Linked DNA regions of Cyprinus carpio: region 1 is linked to region 2. Evidence: chromatin contacts called from public Hi-C data. All regions are on one chromosome and are shown on one strand. Each heading gives the region's core, a stretch centred on a gene start, on an enhancer-like site or on the middle of the called end of the contact. The rest is flanking DNA. Distances are from core to core; before and after follow the strand shown.

What was found. Hi-C and Micro-C count contacts between places; a contact is called where the count stands out from the background.
Region 1: a Hi-C map of red blood cells shows a contact between it and region 2, with 5 times the contacts expected there. The contact joins the promoter of LOC109082837 here to the enhancer-like site in region 2. A contact is called at or near these places in 2 of 8 Hi-C or Micro-C datasets (liver and red blood cells).

What each region holds. Positions count from the first base shown.
Region 1 is chrB22:20,245,775-20,248,474 of ASM1834038v1, forward strand. It overlaps LOC109082837 (glutamic acid-rich protein-like), which reads right to left and starts at 1,276. Exons shown (of 5, transcript XM_042748616.1): 1 at 1,061-1,276.
Region 2 is chrB22:20,006,440-20,009,320 of ASM1834038v1, forward strand. The region is part of intron 2 of ahr2 (aryl hydrocarbon receptor 2); the gene reads right to left. All of the region lies in intron 1 of LOC109082837 (glutamic acid-rich protein-like), which reads right to left. Among protein-coding and RNA genes, the nearest start is that of LOC109046910, 31 kb to the right of the region's middle. Within about 2 kb of position 1,367, at least 1 of the 8 cell types and tissues checked has an H3K27ac peak or open chromatin away from gene starts, as enhancers often do.

The DNA.
Region 1 (2,700 bases), core at 26-2,525, 240 kb after region 2:
TTCATTACAAATCTAGTTTATATATATAAGAAAAACTCTATATTTGTGTGCAATGTCCTTATTCTGCTTCTATTGTGACAAGTTATGTTAAAAAAAAAAACAAAAAAAAACAAGGAACTCCACTAGAAATTCACTAATTTAATCAGAAAAAAAAGAAGAAGAAAAAAAAATTAAAATAGCAATAAAAGTCAAGGTCTACTATTTATGCACATTTTTGCTTGTTAGCTCAGCAACAACCTAAAATCAAACTCTACTGAAATCAACTGTGAGAATTTGTTGCAATAAATCCACATTGGCGGATGAGTCGAGAGAAATGCTAATTACATGCTTCTAATGTGTGAAAATAATCAATAAATCATTTTAAAAATTAACCGTTTTACTCAGTTTTAGTGTGCAGAAGTGTGTACGTTTTGTGCTTGTTTTGTAACAAGCCAATTAAAAAAAAAGACAAAAATTCTTATCATTAAAACCTCTGGTCTAATTTTAATTTAAAAAATAATTAATAATTAAAACCCAATTTCTAATTTAATGGACTTATATTTAAAAATGCTGTGTAATTTTTAAGCTAAGAATATCAAGTTGTTCGCTTAGCAGCATGCTAATGCCAAACTCTGTTGGAATGAGTGGCAGGTTTGCTGCATGTAGAGCGTTCCAAATCAGTCACTTATGAATCATCTGCCTACGTAGGCAGCGAACAGCAAGTTAACTTCAGCTTCAGTAAACTTCTTAACATTAGCATAAAGTCACATTGAGAAGAAATGCGTGTGCTAGGCAGCTAATTAAGGTATTGTGGATTATTTCAAAATTTTCCCAGGAAAAGCCAGAAATGACACAGAGGACCAGGCGCCTGTGATGAGTCTTATTTGTCATATTCAAAAGCGTCGCCTCTGACAGAATGAGACCGGCTATTAGTTACAATGCAGGTGCTGCCTTGGAGCATGGATCTAATGTCCTCACCTTCTGTCCCAGCGAAAGGGCAGCGTGTCCTCACGAAGCTACGCAAGGGTCTCACGACAGCAAAAACCCAATAAAGTGAGTGAATGACAGAGCTGAAACTTACCAAGCCAGCGGCAGCAGGTTGTCTCGCTTGGTTTGGCCAGATGACGTCCACTGACTGGTACTCTGTGGTAGTTATCTTGAGTTTGACGTGTGGCTACAGGGTCATGTCTGTCTATCTGGATGGCTCAGTCACTCTAGCGTTTTTCACATTCGAAATGTTTTCTCATGTTTGCTAACTGAATGTGTAGCCCCACCCTTTGAATTCAAACAAGCTGCAGTTGCTCCCTGGAGCAGATATGAAGAGGGGCTCCAGAGAGAAAGACCCACACCCATAAACACATGTGTTTGGAGGAAGTTGGCTGTGGAGGAACTGGTGAAGTCAGCATGCAGATGTTAGGGCCTTGATATTGTTTCTGCAAGTAACATGAAATCAAAATAACCCCATTTACTTTTCAAATGCATTTCTGGTCTTGATTTGCATGAAAAAGGAAACAAAATGTAGGGTTTAAACAAAAGAAACAACGTTGTTGTTGTTTTTTTTTTTTTTTTTTGGCTAACATCCCCATCTGTAACCATCTGCATCTATTCTGGTAGGTAACACCTACTTTTTATTATCCAGCCAACTCCTAATGGATTAAATTCTTCTTCTTCTTTTTTTCTAATTGAATAACCTTCCAAGAAAAAAAATGAGATTGCATAAGTAAAATGGGTTGCTACCTCTGGATAGCTTGTCTTGGCACATGCAACTGGACAGGAGGTAGTATTTTAACTTTTAAAAAACTTTTAAGCATGACAATTTAACAGCAATGACCATTTAAAACCGATCTGCTTTCATTACCATCTCCAAAATCATCTAAGTAAGGTTATATTCTTCAAAACCCTGGACTCATAATACAGATATTCACACTTTCTGACAGCCTGAGCCTTTAGATCCAAGTTTTCATTAAGTGTCCTTCTTTTACAATCCCTCTGTTGCTGTCAAAACACTTGACTGTACAAAGTTAAATTTGCCATTTCACACAAAAAGCAATACAAAAATCAATTTTTATCTGCACTGTGGCAAAACAGAATTTCAACACTGACTCTTAGGAAGATATACTGTAAAACGGAAGACATGCAAATTGCTTTAGAAAATGGTGAGAAACCGAAAATGTCCTTGCATGAAACAAATGCAAGACACAGGATCTCAAGAATCTCCTAATTTCAAATTTATAATCATTAATTCACAGATAATTTCCAAAACATCCCTGAAGTGTGAAAGCTGACTTTTATACACAGTTTAGTGCAAAAAATACGTCGTAATAAGTTTTATTTTGCTGTATGAATATTTGAATATGCAATACACCAAAGTAAAGATCAAAGCCTCTACTTAAGAAAAAAAAAGTTTTCAGTTTTATTCTAGCTTAAAGCATTCTTTTTTTATCAACACTTGAATATAGGTAGGTTTCATAAAAATGTATAATTTTGAGCAAGAAGGTGAGAAAATCACATTTTTATCAAAAACTACATCTGGATAACATTCAGTATGATTATCAAAGCATAAATCCAGTAAATCGCTTCCATCAACACCTCCAAAGCTTGCACAACCATATACCATGTCCTGGATCATCATTTTACTCTGTAACATTATGCAGTTTTCCTTTATATGCTGTCTATTACTGATGATCGCATTATTTATCATATGCATCTGTTTACATAAAC
Region 2 (2,881 bases), core at 117-2,616:
CGACTGTGGGGATGAAGACCACAACTCCTAAGAATCCACACTCAAGTCACGGTGCCATCAAACTTCTTTGTTTGTTTTGAATATGTCCTCTAGCAGCGAAAAATTACATATTGTGCCTTTAATCATGCAGAATTTATGCTAATGTCAATTAAATTTCTCTATATTACTATTATCTTGTAAATACATTTATGTTTTCTCTTTGCCACATTACAAAATACGTTTAAATGTATATTTTCAATATAAATCTATAAAATCATTTATTTGGAATGGTTCGGTTTTAATTTGCCTGTCAAATGTGCTGTAAGAAGTAACATCATATCTATAAAATTCACACATATTATTGCAAATTAAAACCCCATATAAAAGCTATTCAAATACAATAATAACATATATAGTAGAATATTTTTTGAAAAACATTGATATTTATGTACAAAACAAATGTACAATAAATAAATAAATGTGTAAATTTGCCCTAAAAAACTCTCAAAACTAATTATTTAAATTAAATTATTTAAATTAAAGTAAAAAAATCAGCAAAATATATATATTTTTTGTGAAATGCAAGACAAAATAAAACAAATATTAATAATAATAACATCTGTAAATTTTTCTTGAACATAAATATACATTTTTATTTTTTGTCTAAAACAAAGCAAACATTATTCAATTTTGCCATTAGGCCAATTATAACATCTTCAGTGCAATTAAATATATTCTTGAGTCCTGATTTAAATAGTTTAACAAAATGAAAAACACATTGAGGCAAAAAAAAAAAGCAAGGTCACAGAGGTCTTTGTGTGTCTGTCGTGATGGTCAAATAATCTTTTAAATCCCAGCCGCACAACATAGCTACACTAGCAGTACTAACAGACCAACTAACCGTAACTTCCTACCGAAACCTTTTAATTGTTTTCAGCTCCACGATGTTTGCAATTACAAGATGGTTGCTTTGTTCTATTGGTCTATTGTCCATGATTATTTGTTTGGAAAGCACTATTGCGGGAAACAGAGCTTCAACATTCTTCCTGAATTACATCTGACCCAGTGATTGGAGTTCTGATCATGTGGACCTCCCAACATTTACTGTGGTCACTGAGGTTGGCAAAGGAATTTTTTTTTTAAACTGAAGACATCACTACAGAGGGAACATCTGAAATCTCTCATTCTTTCTTCTCTCCTCTAGTGTACAACTGTTTCGGGCCAATCACATGACATCATGACTGTTTTCCTCTTGCAGGTCCCAACATGCAACAGGGTTTCTCATGCTGCCTGGAATACACAGAGGACCATCCGAAGACTCGTCTCATTGTTCTCACTGTCGTATTCTTTAAATGCACATTTCTCAGTGTATTTCGCTCTCTCTTTGCTTATATACTACAGATTTTTCTTCTCTCTCTCTTTCCTTTTAAGTTTGGCACTCGTCCTGAAAACTAAACCACTGGAAAGACAGTTTCAAAATGTATGCAGTCACGGTTGCACAACAGCTTTTTTTTTTTTCATCTGCATGCGCTTCATTGCTCGATAGGTTTACTGAGGACACAGAGAAAGAACAATCTGAAGGCATTTGGCAATCTAGCTTGAGAAAAAATGTACTATCCCATGGTGCATTCCTGCAAATGTAATAAATAAATATATATATTAAAAAATTTAAAAGTTCAGTCAAGCTTGTCCAAACTTTTGATGGTAGTGTTTTACCTCAATTGTGGCCGTCTTGTTACCAAACTCCTTTTGCATGGAAACATGAAAACAGCTCTGAGATCAGAAAGGAAAGGGCGAATTCAGCCAACAGCGGTTGTTTTCCACCCGATAACCTCAGCTGAAGCTCAACCACATCTGGTTTGGATCAAAAACCCGAGTTGCAGAAAAAAAGAACAGAACTAAAATTGGCTCCAATGGCACGGATTCAATGCATCACACTGCGCCAGCCACTGCGACCCAGAAGGCTCATATATATATATATATATATATATATATATATATATATATATATGTATTATATATATATATATATATATATATATTATATATATATATATATATATATATATATATATATATATATATATATATATATATATATATATATATATATATGTATATCTGTCACTATACTTGAGTCACTATTACAAACTTTATCTGACTTGAGAGGAGACACATCAGCATCATTATCGAGTGTCTACTTTCCTCATACCTTCCTCAAGACAACATTTGTGGGTATTTAAAGTGACGCACAAGCTGAAACTCTGGTCTGTGAAGGAGGGACGCTCTGCACTGGTGCTGGCCCAAATATCTTTCAGCACACATCAAAGCGCAGAATCGATGTACCAAGCTCCTGTGCCAGAAATACCCCCCTCAAAGGCACAGCACAGTAAACATGCCTATACTAAGGAGCTTTGTCAGAGTGCAAACTGCCTTCCATCATAATTGGAAGCGGGGCCGTCATGTGAGCATTTAAATAATGATCTAGTTTGTAGATAGTTGAATTACAGCTAATAACACTATATTGACTTCAGAGTTCAGGTCCATTTTCGAATGTGGTTGTGCTCAAATGAATAAATTAAGCTATTTGCTCAATTAAAACTCACCTTGAATGGGATTATTGACGCAAAAAAATAACATTCAGTCACTGTTTACTCATCTGTATGACTCTCTTTCTTCTTTTAAACACAAAATATGTTTTTAAAAACTGTTTCTTGCAATGCAATGGAAGTCAAAAAGAAGATATTTTAAAGAATGTTTCACCTTATCTTGTCAATAAAATGAAAGTAAATATGGTTTCAAAACAACATACTAAGACCCCAAAGACTTTCATTGTACTGTATGGACGAAAAAAAAGGGAAACATTCTTTAAAGTATCTTCTTTTTAGGTTCTACAGAAAAA